Regions from separate parts of the Sus scrofa genome. Here regions 2 and 3 are each linked to region 1. Evidence: chromatin contacts called from public Hi-C and promoter capture Hi-C data. All regions are on one chromosome and are shown on one strand. Each heading gives the region's core, a stretch centred on a gene start, on an enhancer-like site or on the middle of the called end of the contact. The rest is flanking DNA. Distances are from core to core; before and after follow the strand shown. Region 1 has its middle 16 kb from the start of SNX20. Region 2 overlaps PAPD5 (non-canonical poly(A) RNA polymerase PAPD5). Region 3 holds the start of BRD7 (bromodomain-containing protein 7).

Region 1 (4,494 bases), core at 1,430-3,929:
CCCAAGTGGCGGTCGCCCGGGGAATCCTGAACAACATGGGCGGTGGGGAGCGGCGCTTAGAGGCAGTGAAGCACCAGCTCTTTCCCAGCAAAACTCTTTCTTTGCAGCGTTATTTGAAACCTCTTCCAACCGTTTTTCAAAGTCTTGGTTTTTTGTTTTTTTTTTTTTTTTTCTTTTTGAGAGAAACATTCGATTTCCCTCCTGTTTGACCTTTTCTCCAGCTCAGCCCGCCAAACTTTCGGAGCCGCCAGTGAGGCAGCGCCATCTGCTGGTCATTTTTTAAATTGCGATCCCATCTTCCCCGGGTCCCGCCTCCCCCCAGAAGTGACCTATGGACAGGAAAAAGAAACATTTCTAGATCCTTCAGCACGATAAAAATGACCAAGAAGACTATGAAATATGTTCAGACTCGCCAGAAACGAGGAAATGCACATTAAGCCACGGACACCACTTCTTGCCATCACACTGAAAATAGTTTAAAAATGCTAATATCCCATGTTAGTTATAGAAGTTGCAGGGAAATAGACATCTCTCATTCAGACTGAGCTGGTGGAGGGGTAGGTTAGTGCAGACTCTCCAGAGGGACAGAAATGAATGTTATCAAAATCACAATGAGTGTGTAAGATTCAGAAAAACCACTGCTAGAAACTGCCTTAAGAGAACACAAATATAAAAAAGACATTGGATCAAGGCATTGGCTGCACTGCTGCCTGAAGGCAGGAAAATCTGGAACCTTACAAGACAGTTAAAATAACAGTGGCACGTGCATTAGAATACAATGTTCTTAAAAATATACAGAAAATTGAATCCTTCTCTAATCATATGTTATCACACAGTACACTATAAAGGTGGGTATATTTGTCCAAACCTATAGAATGTACAAGGGCCAAGGGTGAAGCCTAATGTAACTATGGACTCTGGGTGACAATGACATGTCACTATGGATTCATCAACTGTAACAAATGGACCCCTCTGGTGGGGGGTGTCAATTGTGCAGAGGCAATGATGTTGGGGGGTAGGGGGCATGTGAGAAGTATCTGTACCTCCCAGCCAGTCTTGCTGTGAACCTAAAAGGCTACAAATGAACTTATTTGCAGAACAGAAACAGACTCACAGACTTTGAAAAATGTATGGTTATCAAAGGGGACCCATGGGGTAGGGGAGGGAGAGACAGGGGGTTTGGGATTGGCCTGTGCACACTGAGGTCTGTGGAATGATTGGCCAATGGGGACCGGCTGCATAGTGCAGAGAACTCCACCCAGTATTCTCTGATCATCAGCATGGGTGCAGAATCTGACAGAGAATGGATGTGTGTACATGGATAACGGAACCACTTTGTTGTACAGCAGAAAGGATCACAGGGTAAATCAACTATACTTCCATCAAACTTTTAAAAATGCAAAAAGAAGTAACTACAACAACAACAATTTTTTTTTTTTGAAAAGTGTATTTAGGAGTTCCCTGGCGGCCTAGTGGTTAAGGATTGGATGTTGTCACTGCTGTGGGCTCGGGTCACCGCTGTGGCGCAGGTTTGATCCCTGGCCTGGGAACTTCTGCATGCCATGGGTGTGGCCAAAATAAATAATTTTTGAAAATTTAAAAGTCTATTTAAAAATGTAAAAATCACAGAGTTCTATCATGGCTCATCGGGTTAAGGACACAGTGTAGGCGCCATAAGGATGCGGGTTGGATCCCCGGCCTTGCTCAGTGGGTTAAAGATCCAGCATTCCACAAGCTGGGCATAGGTAACAGGTGCGGCAGCATTTTTGTGGCTGTGGCATGGGCTGCAGCTGCAGCTCCCATTCAACCCCTAACCCAGGAACTTCCATATGCTGCCAGTGTGGCCCTACAAAGAAAAAACAAACAAAACAAGGAGTTCTCTTGTGGCACAGTGGATTAAGGACCCAGTGTTGTCACTGGAGCAGCTTGGGGTTGCTGCTGTGGCGTGGATTCGATCCCCGGCCTGGGAATTTCCATATGCCACAGGTGTGGCCAAAAAAATAAAAAAGCAGATTACAAAACAGTACATAAAGACGGATTTCTGGTGAAGGTTGGGCAAGTTCATTGTGGTCAGCACTGGGCGCCTCAGGAAAGGACAGGTGGGCAGGTGTTTTGCACACATCCTACAGACCAGGGCGTCACAGGAGCCGTGCGGCTTCACCTGGGGATCCGAGAAGGGGCAGGTGAGCCTGGCACAGCTTCAGCCATCTTGTCACCAGGAGGAGAGCTTGTCGAGAGAGAAGGCAAAGCCCAGGAAAGTAAAACCAAGAGAGAAAGCGAAAGTGAGTAGGACACTGGGTGTGGATGGTCTGAGGCTGTGGTTCCAACCTGGCTTGGAGCCATCTATTCCTGGACTTTTCAGGAAATAAATTCCTCCTTGTCAGCTTACCCTGACTTTCTGTCACTTGTAAACCCAAAGGGTCTGTGTGCCCTAAACACGAGCTCCCAGCTTATTCACCTTGCAAAGAGTCAGTTCCTGGAGACGAGCCACGGCACAGATGGGCTCACCAGGCGTCTTTCTGTTGGCACCTGGAGCACTTCCTCTCAGCGGGCACAGCCAGGTGGCACACCTCAGAAGGGATGCCTGGGGCCTGCCTGCCCCCTTCTCTGGGCCCAGGCCTGGGTCGAGGCTCCCCGGGGACAGAGGAAGTTCCTGCCTCAGGGCTGTGCTTCCGCTTTCCTTCTGCTTAAAAATTCTCCCCTCCCCACGCTGCCCTGGCCGCCTCCTCAGCCTCTCCTGTGACTCCATTAAACACCTCTTCCAAGAAGCCCTCCCTGACCATGCGGCTGAGGGAGACCCTTCTGTTCCTGCTTCAGTGTGCTCTGTGAGTGGTTCCCTTCTCACGTAGCAGCTTCATGAGGGCAGGGGCCCGATCTGTCCTGTTTACCACTGTGCCCCGAGCTCTATGCAGGGTCTGCCATAGCGTAGAAGTGTCATCCACTGCTGTTTGTTCAGAGATGAGTCATACACAGACAGATGGGTAAGGCTGGTGAGCAGCCCCAGTGCTGACCAGGTGGGTGGGGCTCGCCCAGATCTTCTTCCAGGGAGGGTATTTTCTTGCTCTTAACGGGGGACCCAGTGACACCAACTAGAGGACAGGTTCTGGCTCTGATGAAACCAGAACTTTCCCTCACTTGAGGGTCTTACCTGCTATCAGGGTGCAAAGCCCAGAGCTGGAGCCTGGGTACCACCTCCCAACTGGGGGTGGAAAGCCGAGGATGCCAACCAAAGCTGAAACCAGACCCACAGCTGAGGAGCTGGGCAGCAAGCAGGGCTGATCCGGGGTGCGGGGACGGGGCCAGGGCCAGGGGGCTAAAGAGAGGGAGCGAGACTCCAGCTGGTCTGGGATGATGCACATCTCAGACGGGTGATCCAGGCCATGTGGTCAGAGGCTGATTTCCCTTTGCAGTATTTGCCTTTCTTTCTGAGTAAATCGGTGAGAAGTCTTGGTGTGATGATCATGGGTCTCTAAGGCTTGTCTCTGTCTGTCTGTCTGTCTCTGTTTTTTTTTCAGGGCCGCAGTTTCGGCATATGGAGGTTCCCAGGCTAGGGGTCTAATTGGAGCTACAGCTGCCTTCCTACACCGCAGCCACAGCAATGCCAGATCCAAGCTGTGTTTGTGACCTACACCACAGCTCACAGCAATGCCAGATCACCGAGCAAGGCCAGGGATTGAACCCATGTCCTCATGGATACTAGTCAGATTTGTTTCCACTGAGCCATGACAGGAACTCCTCTCTTTCTTTCTTTCTTTCTTTAACCATACCTGAGGCATATAGTAGCTCATGGGCCAGTGATTGAACCCGCACCACAGCTTAACCAGAGCCACAGCAGTGGTAGTGTCCAATCCTTAACCTACTGACCCACCAGGGAACTCCCATCTCAGTCTCTCTCTCTCTCTCTGTTATTTGTTTTTTTTTTTTTTTCTTTTTAGAGCCACACCCTTGGCATATGAAGGTTCCCAGGCTAGGGGTCAAATTGGAGGTACAGCTGCCGGCCTACAGCACAGCCACAGCAACGCCAGATCCAAGCCGCATATGCCACCTACACCACAGCTCACGGCAATGCTGGATCCTTAACCCACTGAGCGAGGCCAGAGATCGAACCTGTATCCTCATGGACACCAGTCAGATTCGTCTCCACTGTGCCACAACAGGAATTCCCCTGCCTCTGTCTCTTTTACCAGAGGACACTGGCAGCCTCAGACTCAAGGCCACTGAGGTGTAATAACAATGATAGGTTTCACTGTGTTTATTTTTACGGCTACCTTCTAATTACAGCAAATGATGCTGATTTTCTACTGAGGGTAGTAATCAGAAGTTTCATTTTCAAATAAATTTGCATAAGTGAGAGGAGACTGCTAGAAGGAAAATGGCACATGGACAGGACCTGTGGCAGTGCTACCGGGTCCCCAGGGAGGATTCTGGAAAGGCCACTGCAGGAGGGCCAGGAAGCTCTGGAGGCGCCCAGGGGAGTCTGACTGGGGACAGGGT
Region 2 (4,494 bases), core at 652-3,151, 440 kb before region 1:
GGGAAAAGTCAGATGGTTTTCATTATCTCCCTTCATAGCAGTGAAGGCGGAAGAGACAGGAAATCAAAGGAAAAAAACCGTCCTTCTGAAACATTGGAAAATGGGGTCCAGAAATTGAGAGCAACAGATGATGGCATTTAAAAGGAATTCTCTGGAGTTCCTGCCGTGGCACAGAGGGTTAAGGATCTGGCTCAGGTAGCAGCTCAGGTCACTGCTGTGGCTTGGACTCAGTCTCTGACCCAGGAACTTCCATGTACCGCGGATGCAGCTTAAAAAAAAAAAAAGGAAAAAAAAAAAAAAGAAATGAACTGCTCTAATTTCTAGGAAAGCAGATATGAGCACCTCTTACAAGAAGAAAATGAGAAGAAAAAATGATAACTTACGAGTTCCCATCGTGGCGCAGTAGAAATGAATCTGACTAGGAGCCATGAGGTTTCAGGTTTGATCCCTGGCCTTGCCCAGTGGGTTTGAGGATGCAGTGTTGCCTTGAGCTGTGGTGTAGGTCGCAGATGCAGCTTGGATCTGGTGTTGCTGTGGCTGTGGTGTAGGCCGGCAGCTGTAGCTCCGATTAGACCCCCAGCCAGGGAACCTCCGTATGCCGCAGGTGTAGCCCTAAAAAGACAAAAAGACAAAAAAAAAAAAAAAAAAAAAAAAAAAAAAAAAAAAAGAAAACTTAGGATACAGGCACAAGTATCCATTATTTGCAGTTATTCCCATGTCCTAACCAAGGAGGGGTTGACATAGCACATACAGCATTGCTTAACTATGAGTAAAAGTTTTAAATGCCCACAAGGTTTGCAAATCCAAGATATTTAGACTCTTTTTTTCTTTTAAATAATTTTACATTATTATCCATATTTTCCCTTCTTTGTTTTTTTAAATCTTAGGATGTACTACGAGTTATTTGGGATATGAATACATTTCTTGGCTATAAATAGAAGAGGTTTGAGTTCTGTTGTGGCACAGCGGGTGAAGGATCCAGTGTTGTCCCTGCTGTGGCATGGGTTTTCGATCCCTGGCCCAGGACCTTCTACATGCCGTGAATGTGGCCCAAAAATAAAAAAGAAGAGGTAGAGGGCTTTTACCTTTTGACTTTGATACTGGTGATGTTCCTATTTAGTTAGTTTTTTCCAAGCAACCTTGCTGTATCCTTATCAATACTATAGAAAATTAGACCCATTGTGCAAATTTTAAAATGCGGAGAGGGGGATGGACTGGGAGTCTGGGGTTTTAGATGCAAACTATTCCATTTAGAATGGGTAAGCAATGAGGCCCTGCTCTGTAGCGCAGGGAAGTCTATCCAGTCTCTTGGGAGAGACCATGATGGAAGAGAATATAAGAAAGGGCGTGTGTGTGTGTGTGTGTGTGTGTGTATGACTGGGTCACTTTGCTGCACAGCTGAAATTGGTGCAACATTGTACATCAGCTATACTTTAATTTTTAAAAAAATCCACAAAAATAAAATAAAAGGTAAAGATAATAGGGTAATTCATTCTTGAAATACTTTTAGCTGTGTTTTAAAAAAGTTACATGCTCATTGTGGATATTTTCTTACAGTCATATCTCTAGGCACATGCAGACTTATTTCCTTAGGCTACATTCTGAGAAGTGGAATTACCGTCTTTAACTCTAAAGGACATCTGTAGTTTGGGGGCCAAATTGTCCCCCTTTCTGGTTCTGTCATTTTTCATAGTGTGAGTGTCCATTTCCTTGGATCCAAGTATCGAGCTCATTTGAAGGCCCATAACCTCCCTTTCCTGACACATGCACATGGCTGTGGATAGATGTACATACGTCACCTCAGACTTCCTTCCTCAAGAAGCACTTCTCTGTGCTGCGTCCTGGCTCTATGTCCCCAGAGCTGAATCAGAGAGTAGAATCAGGGCAGGGAGGCCTGTGCGTGGGGATGGGCTTTGAATGTGCTGGCGTTGACGGTTGCGCAGGAGGCGGGACTAGGTCCAGAGCGGACAGGAACATTGAGCAGGCGCTAAAGTCCTGTTGCTTCTGGTAACTTGATGGAGAAGGGGCTAGTTGAGTTCTCAACGGCTGAGTGAGAGGGTCTCCTGGGCCCAGAGCCTGCCTGTGCAAGGGCAGGGCCGTCGAAGAGGCCTGGTGCATTCCGGCCACGCAGTGCCTTGCTCCTGGTGTGTTCTGGTCGGGTTCTTTGTGGCTGTACTGGGGAGCAGAGGGATCAGACCGGCAGCTGGCGAGATCGTTCTCTGGTAAGGTGTTTGGAAGTGACACAGATAGCTTGAGGCAGGGGACCCCAGGGGATCATGTGGAAGGTGGCCCAGAGAAGGGAGAACCAGTTTGGTTTCCATTTGGGGAAAATAATAACCTAAGGAGGAAAATGCAAGGAGGAAGAATAGGTTTTGGAGAAAGAGAAGGAATTTCATTTTGAACTTCCTGAGTCTGAGATGACAATCTAGGTAGAGGAGTCTAGCTGGCAGCTGGAAATACAGGAGAATGGATTCGTGTGTATATGTGTGTGTGACAGTTTCTTTGTAAAAATTGAATTGTAGAACCTCCTGAAGATAGCGCTCCGACCGCTCTAGGGATGGCCCTAGGGCTTGCTGTTACTCACTTTTCTTGGTGCCTGTGTACATTTGAAAAAATATCAAACGGTACAAGAGGGCACTTAAATCCCTGCCCCTCAGACCTCAGTCCCACCCCCTCTGGAGGAAACTACTGCAGGCAGTTTTTATGTATCCTTCCAGAAATTGGTCTTGCACTGTACTGGTCTTACACACACGTCTAGGACTGTAAATCCCTAGGAAGGGTGAGGCAGACACCAACAGAAGCTCACTGCTACACTCACTGCATTGTGCATGCCGTGACTTTGCACATGTCTCCCGGTCTGCTGCCGCGTGCCAGGGTTCGGGGTCCCTCTGTGCTTGGGTCTTCCAGGTGCCTCGTGTGTAGCCTTCTGGTCTGCAAAGCTAGGTTATTAGAGTAACGTGAGTCTTTCTCCTGTGTGTGTTATATTCTTTAGTGATGTTTTTCCTTGTTATAAAGATGTTGTTATAAAGATTACAATGGTAGTTAACATGTATGCATTTTAATTTTATTTTTTTTGTCTTTTGTCTTTTTAGGGCTGCACCACGGCATATGGAGGCTCCCAGGCTAAGGAGCTGCCAGCCTACACACAGCCACAGCAGCTCAGGATCTGAGCCTCGCCTGAGACCTACACCACAGCTCGTGGCAACACCAGATCCTTAACCCACTGAGCGAGGCCAGGGATCGAACCCACAACCTCATGGTTCTTAGTAGGATTGGTTAACCCCTGCGCCACAACGGGAACTCCTAAATGAATTATTGACTATAATTCAAGGGAAGGTCAGTGAGTGCTCCTGTGATTATTTATTTGGATCCCATTGATGGATGTTTAGGCTCTTTGTATTTTATTTAGTATCCCAAATCATGCTGTGGCGAATATCCTTGTTCCCTCATGGAACTATTTCTGGCGGACGAAAAAAAAAAAGAGGGATTTGTTTTTCTTTTTTCAGCATATGGAGGTTCCCAGGCTAGGGGTCGAATCAGAGCTGTAGCCACCGGCCTACGCCAGAGCCACAGCAATGCAGGATCCGAGCCGCGTCTGCAGCCTACACCATAGCTCATGGCAACGCCGGATCCTTAACCCACTGAGCAAGGGCAGGGACCGAACCCGCAACCTCATGGTTCCTAGTCGGATTCGTTAACCACTGCGCCATGACGGGAACTCCCAGGGATTTGTTTTTAAACAGCTTTATTGAAGTATAATTGATACATAAAACACTGCACATATTTAATGCAAGTATTCAACAGAATGAGTTTGAACATATGCATACTCGCCCCCCCCCCAAACCATCACCACAACCATGGTAAGAGATCCGTCCAGCACCTCCAAAAGTTTACTCGTGTCCCCCTCATTTATTTCATGGTGAGAATACAACATAAAATCTACCCTCTTAACACAACTTTAAGTGCCCAGCAGAGTATTGGAGATTAGATCTCTGGAACTTACTCATCTTGTTGAACTGAAACTGTACACCCGGTGAACAGCTCCCCACCCCCGCCCCCAACCCAGGCCCTTGGCAACCACCATTCTGTTCTCTGTTTCTGTGAGTTTGACTGTTTTAGATATTGCATGTAAGTGGAACCACGCAGTATCTGTCTTCCTCTGATTATTTCACCTAGTGTAACGTCCTTGAGATTTGTTTATGTTGCAAATGGCAAGATTTCCTTTATTAAGGCTGAGTAATATGTCCTTATAGTTAAAGGTGCCATGTTTTCTTTATCTGTTCACCTGTCAGTGTACATTGGGTTGTTTCCATGTCTTGGCTGATGTTAATGAAAGAAGGGGAATTTTAAAAATTATTTATGTAAATATTATTTAGCGCTTATTAATATAACCACCTTGGAGAAGTTGTAATAATTTATATTTTTTACACATGGCATATGAATGCCTTTTCCATATATCTTTGTCAGAAGTAGTTATTTTTAATCATAAAATTT
Region 3 (4,494 bases), core at 1,151-3,650, 290 kb before region 1:
ACATTAAGTTTTTTTTTATGCTGTCACAGTCACAGACAAAGGCAATAAAGACCAGGGCAGAAAAGAATAGAATTAAGAAATTCCAAAGAAAGAAACCTCTAAGATTTAGTGACTTATCAGTGTGTTCAATCACATGGACCAGGAGTTCCCATCGTAGAGCAGAAGGGGCAAATCTGACTAGGAACCATGAGGTTGTGGGTTCGATTCCTGGCCTCACTCAGTGGGTTTAAGGTTCTGGTGTTGCTGTGGCGTAGGCCAGCAGATGCGGCTCCGATTCAACCCCCTAGCCTGGGAACCTCCATATGCCTCAGGTGTGGCCCTAAAAAGCCAAAAAAAAAAAAAAAAAAAAAAAATCACATGGACCAGAACACTTCTGTTGTATATATAAACTTACAACTAAACCTACAGAAACCTAGCTTCAAAATCCAGTCATTAATAATAAGTCGCTTTGGAGTTCCTGTCATGGCTCAGTGGTAATGTACCTGACTAGTATCCATGAGGACACGGGTTTGATCCCTGGCCTTACTCTGGGTGAAAGGATCTGGTGTTCCTGTGAGCTGTGGTGTAGGTTGCAGCCACAGCTCACATCCTGGGTTGCTGTGGCTGTGGTGGAGGCCAGCAGCTGTAGCTCTGATTCAACCCCATATGCCACAGGTGTGGCCCTGAAAAGCAAAAGAAAAAACAAAAAAAATTAACAAGTCACTCAGTGACAAGTTATATTTAGGAAGCGCAGAATAAATGTAGGACAATTCCAAGTGTGTATGTGATCATCCTTGAAAGGAAAGTTAGTTATTGTTTTACCCAGCTTAGAAACCAAGATGGCAGCTCACTCCTCCCAGCTTTTTTCTATTAACCGTGTGTGATTAAGAAAACTTTTTTTAAAAATTACTGGTGTCATAGTCCTTAAAGTTTTCTAATCCAATTTTCTCTTCAACAGACTCAAACTTTGTTTCAAAAGATGAAAGTTGTTCATCATGCATGTGGCATAACGGTACTTATCTTGGAACAAAATTTGAACCCCAAGAGATCCTACTCACTTTTTTTTTTTTACTGATATATAGTTGATATACTAACTGTGTTAGTTTCAGGTGTCCAGCAAAGTGATTCAGTCATACTCATTCACTTTTCAAACGACTGTTTTCCACAAACCTCGAACACTGAGGCTTTACTGAGCATGACTTTAACCTTTCCTAGATAGAAAAAGCACTCTGAAGCAGCTCCTGAAAATCAGGACTTAGCTCGATCACCTGATGTGTGCGTACAATTAGTCTAATAAAGAGCTGCTGAAGCTCACAGGTGATTCACGTTCCTATTCTGCCCTGCTCCTCCTCAAAACAAGTCTGATTTTATAGGCAGCTGAGCATTTCACTGGACACAAAATAAGTAAAAAGATTGGCAGCGGGAGGCGGCAATGCTCAGAAAGTGGTAGCACCAAAAAAAGCTGAAGCAATGCAATGACTTTACCTTTACTCGTCTCCGTTTCCTCCCCTTTTCTTCCCCTGGAACCTGCTTCTCTCCTTTCTTCCTCTTTTTCCGCTTTCTGTCCTTGTGTTTGTCATGATCATTTTTGTCCTCGAAGAGGCTGGAGTCGTGCCCGGAGCTGCCCGTGGAGAGCTCGGTGACTTCGTTCCCTCCCACTTTGAGGACCAGCTTCAAGGGCTTCTCTACATATTCTTGAACGAAAGAAAAGGGTCTCGATTAAAGGAGGGCCTCGCTGGGCGGTATCCACGAGCAGAGTGACCCCTGGGCAGGGGAAGAAGGAGGCGCACAGGCCAAGGCGGCCCGGGGCACGCAGTGGGCGCCCCGCGAAGCACCTGTTGAATGACAGGCACTTACCAAGTGGCCGTCCCGAACGCTCCCGGGCCTTTCGAGGCCGCCTCGCATCTCCCCACAGGAGACCCTCCCGGGCCGGGGGTCTCGGGTTCGAATGCCGCCCCTGCGTGGGGTCTGTGCGGCTCAGATGGACCGCGCCCCCTTCGCGGGTCCGGGCCTGCCCGAGGGACCTGGGCATCCCCCCGGCCCGCCTCGGATGCTCCAGAGTGGTCTCGAAGGAACGTAAACCCCACCGAGCAGCCGCGGGCTCGCCGCCCCCCACCGCGGCCCACTCCTCACCCTCGTAGAGGTGTTTGTCCGACTTGTGCTTCTTGTGCTTCTTGCCCATGTCCGACCGGGCCCCGGTGCCCGCCCCCCGCGCCAGGCCCAGGCCGTGCGGCGCCGCTTCCGGTCCGGGCCAGGCGAGCGGAGGGCGGGAGCGGGGCCCGCGAGACCCCGCGCCGCGAGGCAGGGGGACGGCGAGCGCCGGGCGGCGCGAGGCCCCTCACGAGAAGACGGCGCGCGAGACCCGGCCGGAGCCCAAGAGCGGCGGCGGGTCGGCGACCGGCTGGCGCTGAGGCGGGAGAGAGGGCCCGCCGCGCGCGCAGAGAGCAGGTAGCTGCGAGTGGCGGCCCCTGGCGGCTGGAGGTGGCGCCGCAGCCTGCGGACTAGGGGCGGGGTCCGGGCTGGGGGCGGGCCGGGGGCGGGCAGGGGGCGTGGCCCACCGCTTTGGAACTCCTTTTGCCCTCCGGCTCTTTCCCTCCCTTCCTCTTTCCTCTCTCCCCGCCTTGATTCCTTCCCTCCCCCCTTCCTTCCTTTCTTCCTCTTTCTTTCCTTCTTATCACCCTCATTTCCTGACTCCTCCCTTATATCCCACTTCCCCTTGCTTGTATCTTCCATTTAACAATACTTACTGATCCCTTTACTGGATACCTGATCCAGCACATTGGTAAATCAAGACTTCTGATCTTAAAAGAAAATCGTATGTGATGATGTGTAAAGGCCTCCAAGACCTTAATTAAAACCACATCAACAGGGTATAGAGCAGAGTGTGTTGGGTAAGATGCATTTAAGGAAATAAATGTTGACATCTGGATGAAAAGTATGTCATGGCTACACAGAAGTGTTAACAGTGGTTATCTCAGGTGATATGACTGGAGGTGGAGTGGATTGTCTCTACACTGTTTAACAATTTTCTCAAGTGCATGTTAAATTTTTTTTTTTGAAGGGAAAACTGAAATTTAAAAATTAAATAGAAAAAACAATGAAAATATATCTGGATCCACACCAAGTGGGGGCCAGACTTACGCTCTTGCTCTGTAGATTCATGTGTACTCCTCAATCCTGTTTTAAGCCCTTCTTTACTTTTATCCGAAGATGCTGAACCCTGCTAGTGAGATGAGCTATTCACATGTCTGCTCATTGGCATTCATCCAAATAAAAAGTTAAGATGTTTTTCATATAACACGTCCAGGGATGTTGGCTGTAGGGAGACAAAATAATGTTGCCGTTTTTCTACATGACAACCTTGTAAGATAGGAAGAGCAGAAATATTCTTGTTCCCATTTTACAGATGAAGAAATGGATGCCCAGAGAAATGAAGGACGTTGCTAATTGTAGAGTCAGGCTTCAAATTCAGGTTTTCCGAATCTGAATCACAAGCTTTTTTTTTTTTTTTTTTTTTTTTAGTGGCTGCACCTGCAGCTTATGGAAGTTCTGGACCCTTAACCCCCTGAGCAAGGCCAGGGATTGGACCCATGTGCTCAGGGACATTGTGTTGGGTTCTTAACCTGCTGAACCACAATGGGAACTCCCACAAGCTCTTTTTACTTGTGAACATGATGAAGGATTCTTGATTGTCTCTACCTTAAATTTACGGCCCTGTATATTTTCAAATAAACCCATAATCACAGACTGCTTTCAAGAAAGGGGCTGACATTTGTCATTTATACTTGAGTAAGAGTTTGCCTCTCTGGATCACTTCTCCCAGGAAGATTTGCAGCTTTTAGCAGTGGGTGAAATGGTAGCCCTGTAATTCAGGGTCTGATGGTTGGAGAATGATAGAAACCCGGTTTGAATGACTTCAAGTAAGTAAAAAGATTTATTGAGTCACATGTCCAGGAAGGGCAGAAGTAACGCTTGCCTGAAAAAAAGATGGGAACCAGGGATTTGATGCCATAGGTCTCACTCTCTCTCTCTTTCTTTGCCTCCTCTCTGTGTATATGGGGTTCCGACTTACAGCAGCTGCTCCCTGACCAGTTGGGAAAAGGCTTCGCTCCAGAGAAGGGCTCTGATTGGCTTGGCGTAGGTCACATATTTTATAGCCAAGGGGATGGGAGATCGATCCATCTTGGATATCAAGTCCACCCGTATAGCCAAGTGGAGTTACAATCTGTGACTGGCAGTCCCCACCAGCCCCCAGTGGTTAGCCAGGGAAAACGAGGTTCCGTTCAAGGAGGGGAGCTGCTTTTTCACAAAGGCTAAAAGTTTGTGTCTAGTACCTCCCTGTAACAAGCGATAATTCTTTTTGCTCTAAGGAGAACTGCTTTGCCACCTCCCCCTTTGGGTCTGGCCTCTATCCAGGCCTGTGAATTTACCTGCCTTCTCCCCATTACCCAGCATGCTCCCCCAAGGCAGGGATGGATATGGGGGAGCATTGCACTTTTGTGTTCACAGCACCCA

Evidence for each region. Promoter capture Hi-C pulls out the DNA fragments that hold promoters and counts their contacts. A called contact is a pair of places that touch in the nucleus more often than the background predicts.
Region 2: a Hi-C map of subcutaneous adipose tissue shows a contact between it and region 1, with 2.8 times the contacts expected there. The contact joins two enhancer-like sites. A contact is called at or near these places in 1 of 5 promoter capture datasets (liver), 5 of 47 Hi-C or Micro-C datasets (embryonic fibroblasts, omental adipose tissue, psoas muscle and 2 more) and 1 of 2 datasets of contacts at active chromatin or transcription factors (alveolar macrophages).
Region 3: a promoter capture Hi-C map of liver shows a contact between it and region 1, with 5 times the contacts expected there. The contact joins the promoter of BRD7 here to the enhancer-like site in region 1. A contact is called at or near these places in 3 of 5 promoter capture datasets (fetal liver, fetal skeletal muscle and liver), 17 of 47 Hi-C or Micro-C datasets (alveolar macrophages, brain, embryonic fibroblasts and 10 more) and 1 of 2 datasets of contacts at active chromatin or transcription factors (alveolar macrophages).

Annotation. Positions count from the first base shown.
Region 1 is chr6:34,190,231-34,194,724 of Sscrofa11.1, reverse strand. No RefSeq gene overlaps it. Among named protein-coding and RNA genes, the nearest start is that of SNX20, 16 kb to the right of the region's middle. Within about 2 kb of position 2,679, at least 24 of the 83 cell types and tissues checked have an H3K27ac peak or open chromatin away from gene starts, as enhancers often do. A contact at or near this core is called in alveolar macrophages, liver, mesenteric adipose tissue and 3 more, where this site is marked.
Region 2 is chr6:34,628,493-34,632,986 of Sscrofa11.1, reverse strand. All of the region lies in intron 1 of PAPD5 (non-canonical poly(A) RNA polymerase PAPD5), which reads left to right. Among named protein-coding and RNA genes, the nearest start is that of PAPD5, 39 kb to the left of the region's middle. Within about 2 kb of position 1,901, at least 16 of the 83 cell types and tissues checked have an H3K27ac peak or open chromatin away from gene starts, as enhancers often do. A contact at or near this core is called in alveolar macrophages, omental adipose tissue, retroperitoneal adipose tissue and 1 more, where this site is marked.
Region 3 is chr6:34,475,914-34,480,407 of Sscrofa11.1, reverse strand. BRD7 (bromodomain-containing protein 7) reads right to left here and starts at 2,400. Exons shown (of 16, transcript XM_021094214.1): 1 at 2,113-2,400; 2 at 1,465-1,673. The coding sequence starts at 2,161.